Linked DNA regions of Arabidopsis thaliana: region 1 is linked to region 2. The links are chromatin contacts, called in public ChIA-PET maps. All regions are on one chromosome and are shown on one strand. Each heading gives the region's core, a stretch centred on a gene start, on an enhancer-like site or on the middle of the called end of the contact. The rest is flanking DNA. Distances are from core to core; before and after follow the strand shown.

Evidence for each region. ChIA-PET counts read pairs in DNA pulled down with a chosen protein or histone mark.
Region 1: a contact with region 2 is called in an H3K4me3 ChIA-PET map of shoot, with 10 read pairs. The contact joins the promoter of AT2G34930 here to the promoter of MEE22 in region 2. A contact is called at or near these places in 2 of 26 Hi-C or Micro-C datasets (root and shoot), 1 of 2 datasets of contacts at active chromatin or transcription factors (shoot) and 2 of 3 other capture datasets (root and shoot).

What each region holds. Positions count from the first base shown.
Region 1 is chr2:14,737,376-14,743,970 of TAIR10.1, forward strand. It overlaps AT2G34930 (disease resistance family protein / LRR family protein), which reads right to left and starts at 2,529. Exons shown (of 1, transcript NM_129046.3): 1 at 1-2,529. The coding sequence starts at 2,511. It overlaps VSR5 (VACUOLAR SORTING RECEPTOR 5), which reads left to right and starts at 2,973. Exons shown (of 12, transcript NM_129047.4): 1 at 2,973-3,419; 2 at 3,576-4,262; 3 at 4,352-4,440; 4 at 4,512-4,581; 5 at 4,653-4,736; 6 at 4,816-4,892; 7 at 4,978-5,059; 8 at 5,140-5,222; 9 at 5,301-5,364; 10 at 5,453-5,581; 11 at 5,653-5,759; 12 at 5,853-6,042. The coding sequence starts at 3,122. The coding sequence ends at 5,939. AT2G34950 (a tRNA gene) reads right to left here and starts at 6,173; the gene lies at 6,100-6,173. It also overlaps AT2G00870.
Region 2 is chr2:14,662,741-14,669,847 of TAIR10.1, forward strand. It overlaps MEE22 (maternal effect embryo arrest 22), which reads left to right and starts at 5,716. Exons shown (of 8, transcript NM_179906.3): 1 at 5,716-5,969; 2 at 6,057-6,171; 3 at 6,450-7,107. The coding sequence starts at 5,913. FAH1 (ferulic acid 5-hydroxylase 1) reads left to right here and starts at 2,927. Exons shown (of 7, transcript NM_129030.2): 1 at 2,927-3,150; 2 at 4,021-4,086; 3 at 4,239-4,331; 4 at 4,440-4,636; 5 at 4,770-4,875; 6 at 4,953-5,099; 7 at 5,202-5,510. The coding sequence starts at 4,036. The coding sequence ends at 5,321. It overlaps AT2G08680 (a long non-coding RNA gene), which reads right to left and starts at 4,831. Exons shown (of 1, transcript NR_140388.1): 1 at 4,615-4,831. AT2G34750 (RNA polymerase I specific transcription initiation factor RRN3 protein) reads right to left here and starts at 1,664. Exons shown (of 16, transcript NM_179905.4): 1 at 1,396-1,664; 2 at 924-1,113; 3 at 713-802; 4 at 549-620; 5 at 373-444; 6 at 50-286. The coding sequence starts at 1,052. It also overlaps the pseudogene AT2G34760.

The DNA.
Region 1 (6,595 bases), core at 1,279-3,778, 71 kb after region 2:
CGTCTCCAAGCGACTCAGTTCTGATATTTTCTCGGGAATGCTTCCTGCCATGGAGTTTCTTGATAAATTCAGGATTCGGAGATACAAGAGGCCTAAGATTTCTCTTGGGATCTCTCCGCTTATGTTGTTCCCTGAAAGATTTATGCTATTGGCTATGGCTTCGTATTCACGAGCTCTGGTCACAATGAAGACTAGATTCTGGAACACCTCATTGTTTGTACCTCGAGCAATGGCTGTGAGATTGCTGATGCATTTTGGAATAGGGCCCGAGATTTTGTTTCCGGAGAGGTCCAGAATGCGTAGATTTGGAACGTTGCAGAGATCATCTGGGATTTGACCAGTGAAGGAGTTACTTTGCAGACGAAGCATGAATAGAGAAGACAGCTTTCCTACCCATGAAGGAAGCTTCCCGGTCAGCTTGTTTCCTCCGAGATCTATGTTCGTAAGGCCAGAACAATTCCGAAGACTCTCTGGGATTTTACCTTCCAACGAATTTTGGTTCAGAAGCAAGACGCTGAGAGAAGGTAACATACCAAGAGACTCTGGTATTTCGCCTGATAAGTTATTCTCAGACACGTCAATTCCCCAAAGCATGAACTGACGGTGCCAACATTTTGGAAAACTACCAGAGAAATGGTTCTTCCTCAGTGACAGAATTTGCAGTCCGGAGACTTCACATAGAGACGATGGGATGTTGCCTGTGAAGCTGTTGCTAAAGAGGTAGATCTTCTCCATTCTTGGCATCAAGACGTCAATGTTTTGTGGAAGAGAACCCGAGAAGTTGTTCTCGTAAAGACGCAGCTCTGTTGCGTTTGTAGACCAGAGAGGAAAAGTGCCTTCAAAGTTGTTGGAGCTCAAATCAATGGTGTTTAACTTTGGGAACGCAAGCTTTTGAGGTAATCTACCTTTGATTCTGTTGTTTGCTAGAATTAGGTAAGTAACTTTAGAAGAGATTCCAGAGAACCAGCTATCCGGTATTGTATCTTCAATACCAGTGTTTCTGAGTGTGACAAAGTTGAGCTTGGTTTGTACTTGGAGCCACATTGGAAACAGACCGATCCGACAGTTCTCGATTTGGATCAACTCCAGTCTGAAAGGAGGAATCCAAGTAGATGGTAACTTGAAGACAAGAGATCTGTATGGTTCAGTTGTTAGACGGATGCTTTTCAAGCTTCTGAGATTCACGAAATGTGACTTTTGCAGAACGCCTCCCCATGTATTCGCCATCAAGTTCAGATCCACAAGCTCTGCAAGCTGCCCCAAGCTTTCCGCAATTGTCCCGTTCATGGCATTGTTAGAAAGATCAAGTTTCTTCAGTGACGCCATGTTTCCTATCGAGGAAGGGACCGAACCCGTGAAGGAATTCGATGAAAGATCCAGAGTCTGCAGATTCCTCAACGATCCAAGTGACTCGGGCAATGTCCCAGCTAACTTGTTGGAACTGAGATCGAGAAAGACCAAGCTGTTTCCTTTGTTTCTGGAGAAGGCGTCTAGAAACCCATGGATTTGACCGTTGAGTTCGTTTGCAGAAAGGTCAAGAAACTTCAGTTGAGGAAGGTCTCCAAGAACCGATGGAATCTCGCCTTGTAGTGCCAGATTATTCGACAGATCAAGTGTCTCTAGAAGCTTCAAGTTCTTGAACCCCGTAGGAATCGAACCCTGGAGAAAATCCCATCTGAGGAATAGCTTTCTGAGGTTGGTAAGACCAAATAGCCAGTTAGGTATCGGCGAATTGAGAGAGTTTTCAGACAAATCAAGAACTTCAAGGAGCTTCAGATCCGCAGACGAAGACAAGGTGGGAGGTAAGTTCTTGAGCTCACTATTGAACAAATGCAACTCCTTTAGCGCCGAGATTCTGCTGAAATCCTGTAACCAGGTTTCACCCGCACCACTTAGATTTACATACCCCATGTTGAGATACTTCAGGGAAGAAGACAGACTTGAAAGCCACCGGAGATTGCTTGCGCGCAATGATAATGTACCAGAGTCACCAAACGACTCTGCATACAGATCAAGAGACTCCAGCTTCGACAAATTTCCAAGACTCGTTGGGATTTCGCCGGAAAACGATGAGGAAGAAAGATTCAGGTACCTTAGACTAACAATTTGGCCAATAAACTCAGGAATCTCTAGTTCATTGAAATCATTTGAACTCAAGTCCAGATAGCTCAAGAACTTGAGTTGAGTCAAAGACGGATGTATCTTCCCTCGCAAGGAACCTCTTTTATACTCATCAGAGCGAACATCTTGACTCGGGTTTCTGAGATCAATCTTGACAACGTGGCTGGTCCGAGCATCGCAAAGAACACCGGGCCAGTTGCAGCAGTCAGGTCCGGACCAAGAAAAGAGCCTACTCGAAAGATCAGTTAGTGCTGCTCTGAAGGTGAGAAGAGCTTGCCGCTCGGTGGATATGCATTTCGGACTAGCTGCAGATCCGTAATTAAGATTTTTGAGAAGTAAAATGAGAATCAGAAAAGAGATGAAGAAGCTAGGCCTTAGCTTGAGGTCCATACTTGAAGCTATGTTTGTGTTGTTTCTTTTCTCAGACGTTTAGATATATATATGTTCAAACGCGGACATATTAGACCAGCATTGTATGTATATACATATACAAATTGAATATATGTATACAAATATACGTGTATATCTTTAACAAATACGACACGGTTTATATCAATGTATAAAATACGAAAATGGAAACGTGTTATTTTGGCTGGTGCGCATTGAAGTTAGTGCAAATCGATATTTGAGCATCATTCACTCACATGGCTCGTGTGGGGTTGTATTTGACTACCACTCGTTAATTTTTTCATTTTTTTTATTTAACACCGACCTTCATTTTTCTTTCTTTCTATAATAGCAATTACAATATTTTAAATTGGGACTTTTAATGGGCTAATGAGGCCCATTAAGGATTTTTGAAAGCCTCCCAAATTTTAATTTTAAATTTGCCTCTCCGTTAATAATTGGTTAGAGAACAATAATCATCAGAGAAACATTCGAAACAGTAGTTGCAGAGTCATGGTAGCTCCGCTGACTCTGCCAACTCGTCGTCTCTTCCGTATACATTAAGGTTCAGCTCAGTTTTTCTCGGGAAAAAGAGATTCTTTTGTCGAAAAGAATGTCTCCGAGCAATAAAGGAACCGTCTTGGCTCTGATTCTAGCGTTGACCATGGTGGTGGTCAACGGGTTTTCATCGAGATTCTTCGTGGAGAAAAGCAGCTTGACGGTCCTTAACTCATGGGAAATGGGAGCTAAGCACGACGCGGCCATAGCAAACTTTGGTCTCCCAAAGTACGGCGGTTTCATGATCGGCTCTGTGGTCTACGCAGGCCAAGACGCTTACGGATGCAACTCTTTCAACAAAACCTTCAATACCAAGTCTCCTTATCCCAAAATTCTCCTCATTGATCGTGGAGGTATAATCCGAGAGTTCATAGTGACATTTTCAACAAGAATATGATTGAAAGTTTGAAACTACTTTTTTTGTTACCATTGTGATTGAAGTTTAGTTCTGATAGATTTGAAGGGTTTGTATCTTTGTTAACCGACTCTACAATGTTTTTCATTTTTAGTGTGTAACTTTGCTTTGAAGATATGGAACGGACAACAATCCGGCGCAGCGGCTGTTCTTTTAGCAGATAACATTGTTGAGCCATTGATAACAATGGATACACCCCAAGATGAAGATCCTGACTTTATAGACAAAGTCAAGATCCCATCAGCTTTAATCCTTCGCTCTTTCGGTGATAGCCTCAAGAAAGCTCTTAAAAGAGGTGAGGAGGTAATCTTGAAGATGGATTGGAGTGAGTCTATACCAAACCCTGATGAGAGAGTTGAGTATGAGCTATGGGCTAATACTAATGATGAATGTGGTGTACACTGCGATAAACAGATAGATTTCATTAAGAACTTTAAGGGAATGGCTCAGATTCTTGAAAAAGGCGGTTATACTTTGTTCAGACCTCACTACATTTCTTGGGTTTGTCCCAAAGAGCTTCTACTTAGCAAGCAGTGTAGGACTCAGTGTATAAACCAAGGGAGGTATTGTGCTCTTGATACTAAGCAAGAATTTGAAGATGGATATAATGGGAAAGACGTCGTTTATGAGAATCTGAGGCAGTTATGTGTTCATAAAGTAGCTAAGGAGAAGAACACTTCTTGGGTTTGGTGGGACTATGTGACAGATTTTAACATCAGGTGTTCTATGAAGGAGAAGAAATACAGCAGAGAATGTGCAGAGACTATTGTGGAATCTCTCGGTAAAAAAGGTCCTTTTGTTTTCCTAGAGATGTCACAATCTGCTAGCAACTCTTTCTGTAACAGTTTCAGGGTTTTTCTTTTTCCTCAGGGCTGTCTCTTGAGAAGATCAAGAAATGCATTGGTGATCCTGATGCTGATGTAGAGAATGAAGTTCTAAAAGCCGAGGAAGCTTTTCAGGTTCGCAGTTTCTTCAAATTCACAGTCCATCAAGCTGTTATTTTTCCTTTGATGACATTTTGAAGTTACAGTTAGGCCAAGAGAATCGTGGCATTGTTACAATCTTTCCTACATTAATGATCAACAATGCTCAATATCGCGGTAAGCTCGTCCTTCTCACCGATAATCACAAAGTTTGACGGTTTTAGAATCTTAATCTGTTCCATGCTCAGGTAAACTGGAGAGAACCGCGGTGCTGAAGGCTATATGTTCAGGATTCAAGGAAAGAACAGAACCGTCAATATGTTTGAATTCAGGTCAAGTAACTTCCTAGATAAAGATAGTCGCATTCTGTGAAGAACACTCTTAATTTCTTTTTGATCCATTCTAAAACAGATATAGAGACCAATGAATGTCTTATAGAAAATGGAGGATGTTGGCAAGACAAAAGATCCAATGTAACTGCTTGCAAGGTATTTCGTGATAAGGAGCGGTATACCAATAACTTTATCAGTCTATATCATATCTTCTTTATTAGATTATATGAATTGTTTTCAGGACACATTTAGGGGAAGAGTATGTGAGTGCCCGGTTGTCGATGGTGTTCAATATAAAGGAGATGGTTATACCTCCTGCAAACGTATGTTTTTGAATCTTCTCTTTTTAATATATCTCATTGCACATTTTTGTTCAATGATCTTAACAAAGTTTGTGAAACAGCTTATGGACCTGCGAGATGTTCAATGAACAATGGAGACTGCTGGTCTGAAACCAGAAAGGGTCTAACTTTCTCTTCTTGTTCAGTTAAGTGACTGCTGCTTTTTCTTCCACTTTGCTGAAGTTTGAGACTTTTTCTTACCTTTTGTATTTGTTTGATGTAGGACTCAGAGACATCAGGATGTCGTTGCCCTCTAGGTTTCCTTGGAGATGGTCTAAAATGTGAAGGTGAAATTGTTTCGACAATTTGTCATAGTAACATCAGAGTTTCCTTGACATTGTCTCTGACCAATCTTTATTGCTTCCTAATAACTAGACATTGATGAATGCAAAGAGAAATCAGCTTGTAAATGTGATGGCTGCAAATGCAAGAACAATTGGGGAGGATATGAATGCAAATGTTCTAACAATAGTATCTACATGAAAGAAGAGGACACTTGTATCGGTATGTTGAAAACGATGTAAAACTATTTTCAGATATTATTAGAAGGAAAATCTCAATGTAAACATGTGCAGAGAGAAGAAGTGGATCAAGAAGCAGAGGGTTGTTCACAATTGTGGTTCTAACCGCCATCGCGGGTATCTCTTTAGGTGCTTATATATTCTACAAGTACCATCTTCAGGTAATGTCACTTTGCTACTAATTATTATGACTTACCCTTTGCATCAAACTCTAACGATCCTTTTATATATACATTAAAACTACAACTTTGCAGTCATACATGGATTCAGAGATCGTGTCCATTATGTCTCAGTACATACCACTCGATAGCCAAAGCATTAACCAAGACTCTTTTAAGTAAATATATAGGAACTCTTGTCATCTCAAATGAAGATTGTTGAATCTTGTTATATGGGTCCTTTTTGTAAAGAATCAAAATTTTGAGGCGTTTATTTAAGGATTTGAAAGATTTATGCAAAAAGTTTAAAATTACGTAAGTTAAAAACTAAAAAAGAGATTATTGCTTTCATTGAGAGTTGAACTCAAGACCTCCCGCTTACTAAACGGGTGCTCTAACCAACTGAGCTATGAAAGCTTTTGCTTACCTGTCCTGTTTTTAAATAAATATCCTTTCAAACATATGAATACAAGTACCATCTCTCTGCTCAGTGTTCGTCCTCCTCTGATCCTTCAAGTTCAATTTGTTTTTTCTGACCCTAAACGCTAATATTCCCTTGAGTTTTGACCTATATTTGGACCAATGACGTGGATTAGTTCATTCTTTAGAGTTCATCGTCAACGTACTGGTAAGTCTTTGTCTTCTTATGTTTCTGAATGCTGTGATGCTGTTGCTATCTTAATGCCACTTGCGTTGTACATTTTGATCAATGTAACTAATTTAGTAACAGATTTGAGATAACTGGATGAAGTCAATTTAGGTTGCAGAGGATTTCGAAACTGGTTGATTTGAACTCTAAATGACGAGAATGGAGCCTGAGAGAACAATTTTGCAACATA
Region 2 (7,107 bases), core at 4,466-6,965:
ATGAGCTTACAACTAAATTGTCCAAAATTTACCAAAAAGAAAGACTCACATGGTCCTTTTTGTGCATCTTGGGCATTTGCTGGAAGAGCATTGGCACTAATCTTGAGGGAGTAAGAGGAACCAAAATAGAGATTTTCAGAAGCGCTGCATGCACCCGAGAAAGAACGTCTATCTTCTTGTTTAGTATACGGGAGTGCGAAAGGTTATTCACTACCCAAGGAGGTGGAACGAAGTTGCTTACGAGCATATTCAGACAAGAGTCTAAATACTTTCCACTAGTGACAGCCTGCGATGGAAAAAAGGCAAAAGTTAAATGGTCTAGCTCTTCATCTAGACTAATAACAATAGGCGGGTAAATGTTGAGTTGTGTACCAGTGATATGACAAGGTTCACCAATGCATCCATGACATCAGGTCTGTGGTCCCACAATTTCATTCGAAAAAGCTAGACATAACAATTGGGATGAAATCCAGGGTAAGATTTGGGAGGATCCATCTTAAAACTATTTAAATTGGAAGCAATTGTAAGCTCGTGCAATAGAAACTTACCGCAGAAAGAAGCTTTTGATGGTGAAGGACATCTATGCAAGCCACAGCGCCTGATAGAGCTTTCAAGACTGTCTGCCAGTTCAATTGAAAAATGAAAACACTTTAGCAAACAGAAAAAGAACAAATAAGAAAGAATTGATTGCCATACAAAGAATAGATCACACCTCAAGCTGCGCCACTACATCAGGATCCTTAAATTCTTTGATGTCCCGTGCCATAACTCCAACCATCTCACTATAAAGGTCTGAGTCCCCCTGTCATTAGCAAAGAATTAATAAAACTAGTATCAAGAAGCATAACAGATAATATAGCATCAAATATATATAACTGTAAACACATAAGCAGAGGAAGAAGCAAAACTTGCACAACACTCACAGTTTTGACAGATGTAAGAGCCTTTCTCACGGTCTGCACCAATTGCGTATCAGATAAATCAACGTTGTCCACATAGTTCTCGACTGTGCATAAGCTCGATGGATCACTCATAAGCTCTACTGCTCCCATCCTCTCTGGACTTAATGTAAATCGTGCTGCTACTTCAAGTTGCCGAAAGTGTGGAACTTTCCTGATGGACAAGAGAAGTATTAAGAAATCTCAAAACTTTCAACATTAACTTATACTCAAGACACCATAAACACTCAATTTAAACTCACTAGAAACAATATCTGGAAAAGTCTCTGAATTTAGACTAAATGTTAAGTATTGAAGCTATATAGACTATCAGCTGCGAAAATAGGGAAAGGAGAGCTATAAGAATCGATGTAACCAAGTAAAATCTCCATTGATTACAGATTTTACAAGAGAAAACTAGTATAAAGACACAAAATACGACGGTGAGAGAACTCACGAGGATGAATAATTGAAAGGGTCCGTCAGCTCAGGGAAACCCTTGTCACTGTCCCGTTCTGATAATTCCGGCCTTCGTTTTTTACTCCTTCGCTATGGTTTTTTCTTGGAGAAGAAAAATAGAGAAGGAGCAGATTCTGATGAAAGACGGCGATAATCGATAAATAATAGGAGACGTTTAGGGTTCACACTTACTTTTTCCTATTTCTTTAATTCCATCTTTTTTTTTCTTCACTATTGTCGTCATTACATCAAATTTTGTTTTCTATGTTTCTGTCGTGTGACAAACACAAATTTTTACTTAATTTAAGTAAGTGAACTATAGACATTATTTTTGGTTAATTGGTCTACTTTGATTGCTCACATAACCATAACTAAATAAGACCAAACCAGATATATATAAACCAAAACGAGAAAAGATTAGGGCCAACACACATACAAATTAGTTTCTCATTACAATTTTTACACCCAAAACAACAGACAAAAGAGCAATCAAAGCCAGCGGATACGAAAAGAAAACAACTCCATTTAAAGATCTAAAAATCTCAAGCATCGAGGTCAGCATCTTCATCCATCTCCTCTTTATACTCCTCTTCATCAGCTGTAGCATCTTGATATTGCTGATACTCAGCCACAAGATCGTTCATGTTACTCTCTGCTTCATTAAACTCCATCTCGTCCATTCCTTCTTCTGTGTACCAATGCAAGAAAGCTTATCTCAACATCAGGCTGATATAACCAATATCTTACTTCTTTTACATTTGTGAAATGGAACCAACCCATTTTTCTGGAAAAAGTGCTAACCAAACATTTGATTAACCGTATCACTACTACTTTCATTTCTATCTTCTGTTTCATTATGCTGACTATTTAAGCTCCGTTGTCAAATCTCTAAGTTAGACATAAAAGACAAAGACTAATCAATTGTCATCACACCAGCGTCGTCGAGTGAGCTATATTAATCGTGGATTTTAAGCATTAAAGAAACATTCTATAGTACTAAAGCAAATAAAATAATTATAATCAAACACTATGCTTGACACTGGTCACGTGTACTGGTAGTGAATGATTCTACATCATAAGAGGCCGCATCAAAATCCTAAAAATAAGCATAATGAATTAATCATTTACAAATTTTATTTTACTCAATAAGAAAATCGAAAGTATGATTATTATCTAGCTGCCACAATCTTCGAATTTAATATTTACTCAAGAAGAGACCGACTTTAATCCTTGACTTTCTCATTGCTCTATGGAAAATGATTAAAGCAGTCAATAAAATCTTTTGACATTGTTGGCAGAAGACCAATAATTCGAAGTCTAAAATGTAATCGTCCACACAGTGTATGAGTATCCTAGTATTTTTTTTCTTTTCCATATAAGTTGAATTTGTAATATATATAGTGTAATGTTGTTTATTTGTGGCAACGTACAAAATTGGGAATCCTATAAGTGCGACGACAAGTGACAAGACGAGGCTATGAACAGCTAATGTATGAAGAGAGCCAAAAGAGCAACAACCTGGCACAGCCGTTGTTTTTTTTGAATATATTGACGATTCGTTGGCCTCCGAGATCTAAGGCATCTCTCACAATCAACGGTCCAGATTCCATCTAGAAGATATATTACACCGACCTTGTTTTCTCTATCTAATTCTCACACACACACCAACGCAAACCTCCAAAACAGGGCCGGGGCGATTCATTCACAATCTCGGCGATTCTCTCTTCCGTCTCGAGTCGCTGAGATCCATCAGGTTCGTTTCTATTCGAATCTATTCTCTTGAATCCGTATTTGTTTCCTTTCCTCTCTAGATAGATTTCATTTTTCTGGAAACATTGAGATTTCCATTGATTTGATGTTTAGTGGTTTAGATCGGATAATTTTTGTTATTGACTCTCAAAAAACGAATCATAACTATCTTAAAACTTTGTTTACGCATTGTTATTGAAGGCTAAATAAAAAATGCTCAATTGTTGCTAGAAAGGAAGGTGTCTCGAAAACATGTGAATTTATTTTTTGAGCCTCATTGTTTCTCACTGCAACAATAGTGAATGATTCAATTGAAAAGAACTTTTGGTTAAGCCATTTTTCTCTTTAATAGATTATGTGTCTCAACTCAATTAGGAACTGTGTGTTTTTTTGTTTCCTTGATGTTAACTTGTGAGTTGATTTATTTGGGTAGTTTACTTGTATATATATTTGGTGGTGGGTCCTGGAGGGAAATGAGTGAGAGGGAGCTCTGTTCATACATTCTATGTTTTTAAATGATTAGTATTTTTCTTTCATCTAATACTTGCTTTTTGTGCTAGGAATTTCGATTTTTGGGACTAATTTATCGAGTATATATAATTGGATAAGTGAGTTTGGTATTAATATTAAGAGCAATTAGGTTGGTTATCTTGCCAAACAGTAGACCCCTGTCGTTTTCTTAGTCATTTAAGAAGTAATGCTTAAGATTCAGGCCTCTAATCTGGTTATGATAGTGAAGAGGATCTGTAAATTTACCTATACGACCTGTTGAAAAGGACCTCTGGTGTTTGTTACTATGCGTTTCTGATCAATATAGACATAGTTGGATCATATTCTTCTCTTGATCGTCTGTTTCATTTTTTTTCAAAATCAGTAAAAGGTCTGCAAAATGGTTGCTCAGGGATTCACTGTGGATCTTAAAAAGCCCCTTGTATTTCAGGTAATTACTGTTTCCCAGGGTTTTAAATAGTTTATGTCAACATTTTCCTTGAGACCATAGTCACCCAAGATTGTCTTCGTTTCTTTCTTAGAGCTAATCAAAGTAACGCTCTCTCTTTAACCCCTCCTGCCATTGCTTTGGATGTTTTACAGGTTGGTCATCTTGGAGAAGATTATGAGGAATGGGTTCACCAACCTATCGCGACCAAGGAAGGCCCTCGGTTTTTTCAGAGTGACTTTTGGGAGGTATATATTTTATTTTCATCTTTTCTCATTCTCAATTTCCAATATCAATAATAAGCAATGTCAATGAGACTCTGATCTCCATTCTCTGACGTATTTGCAATGAAACAGTTCTTGACACTTACAGTTTGGTGGGCAGTTCCTGTCATTTGGTTGCCAGTTGTAGTCTGGTGCATATCAAGGTCAGTAAGTATGGGATGTTCACTTCCAGAAATCGTCCCAATTGTTGTCATGGGAATATTCATCTGGACATTTTTTGAATACGTTCTTCACCGGTTCGTTTTCCACATAAAAACGAAGAGTTACTGGTTAGTCACTTTCTCCCTCTCTCTGTGTTACATTTCATAGAGACAGTACTCTCCTATGAATCCTCCTCAAACAGACAAATTCCTGGAAACATGACTTCGGTCAGATGCTAATGATTTTGTGAAACCACTCCAGGGGAAACACTGCACACTATCTTATTCACGGATGCCATCATAAGCACCCGATGGACCACCTTCGGCTCGTCTTTCCTCCTACTGCAACAGCGATTTTATGCTTTCCGGTATTTATCTACATTAACCCACCATTCTACATGTTTTCAGCGCCAACCCTAAACCGTTTTCTTTTCTTGTGTCCTAGTTCTGGAACATTGCGAAGGCTATCTCAACTCCTTCAACCGCACCTGCATTGTTTGGTGGAGGCATGCTCGGATATGTGATGTACGATGTCACTCATTATTACCTTCACCATGCCCAACCTACTAGACCAGTGACCAAAAATCTCAAGGTAAAACAATGTCAAGTCTCAAAACCTGGGACTTTCTTTTCTTTTGTATCCGGATTGCATAAAGAGAGCTTATTTGTTATGTTTTTTCTTATGATTCTGCAGAAGTACCATTTGAATCATCACTTCAGGATTCAGGACAAAGGATTTGGTATAACTTCGTCGTTATGGGACATAGTCTTTGGGACACTTCCCACCACAAAAGCCCCCAGAAAAGAGCAATAGTAGTAAAAGGCAAAAACTAAAAAGATGTTTGTAATACATTTAATTTAATCTTAAGTTATTAATCATCCTTCTGAATTTTGAGATGTTTAATCTGAGGTTTCATTTGGATCACTGTCTTTTGTAGTTTGTAAATCAATACTTCACAATCCTAATATAATATTTTTCTGCGAAAGCAATAAAAAATCTACTAACATGAACATCTGTGTCTTGACTTTGGCCATATATATATTTCTTGAATTGACAGACATTTTGCAATAAATATCCGAAGTTTAAAAAAGACAACCAAATATGGGAAGAGAAACTAAAAATTAAAAAAAATCGTTATTGGGCTGGGCCTGGGTAAAGAAATAAAATCAACACTCACTCACCGACCCGCCCGGAAATCCAAATCGCTCGAGGTCTAATCTGACTCCTCCTCGATTCCTTCTTCTCAAACTGACTGCACTCTTCCTTCTTTCTTCTGCTCACTGAAAATTAGGGTTTAGGGTTTTTGATTTTCGTTCTCTATTAGTTTCTCCCCCTCACTCTCATGGCGATGAATTTTCAATTTATGTGAGATTTTATTCCACAATCGGAATAATTTTCCTGGCAATGGCGACGACCAATGCTCCACCTGAGCTAGCTTCAGGAAACCCTTGCTGCCTCGCTGTATGTATTCGATTTTTGTCCATTTATGTTGTTTAGTGCTTTTCTTCAAAGAAATCTTATTCTCGTCTTCCTTTGATTGTATTTCAGTGGCAAGGGAAGTACATAGGAATGAAGAAGAGGCGAGATGCTTTTAAAGAAGGAGTAACTCTTCTCCAGAAGGCTATAGAAAATGTTAATGCTGAAAAATCCAATCTCGAGAGAAGTAAGTTCCTTTTACTCCTTGTGGCAGAGATTAGCTCGCTCCCTTTTGATGTGTTGTGTTTCTGTTACTGATTAATTTTGTTTATGGTACATGATCCATTGTTATGCCTTTGATTTGATGTAGCTAATTCTCCAATTGATGATTCTTTGGCGATTATGATTGAATTATGGTATGCTTTAAAACTGGGCTTTGTGGCTTGGTTGGAAAGATGTTGTTGTTACTACAGTTCCAAATCTTAATTTTGATTTTTTTACTGGTCTATCTGCTGAATCCTACAGAATTTGGGGAGATGGCGACTGACGGAGATACTAAGGAAAATGGTTCAACTGTGAAAGCATCTTTGGAGAAAGAAATATCTCGTTTGAAGTTTGAGATAGTGTCTTTGCAACAAAAACTGGAGCGGAACCTTAAAGAAAAAAGTGAAGAAACAAAGCTTCTTCAGGATCAAGCTTCTGGTCGAGAAAAGGAGATCAATGAACTGAGGGATCTCCTTAAGAAAGAAACATTAAGGGCAGATAGTTCTGAAGAAGAGAGGGAACATGCTTTTAAGGAACTGAACAAGGCAAAGGCTCTGATAGTAAAAGATGAGGAAATCGAGCAAGATATTCCTGAAGTAAAAAGGGAAATAAGTCTGGTTAAAAATCTTCTTGCTAGTGAGAGACAGAAGACAGAGTCAGAGAGGAAGAAAGCAGAATCAGAGAAAAAGAAAGCTGATAAGTATCTTTCGGAGTTGGAGGTGTTAAGAAATTCAGCTCATAAGACTAGTTCTGATTTACTTACTTTGACCTCCAATCTTGAGACTGTAAAAAAGCAGCTTGAGCTTGAAAAACAGAAGACACTGAAAGAGAAAAAACGTGCAGATATGGAGAGTGCAAAAGCTAGGGACCAGATGAAGCTGGCAGAAGATGTGTCTAAGAAGTTTGAAATCGTTAGAGC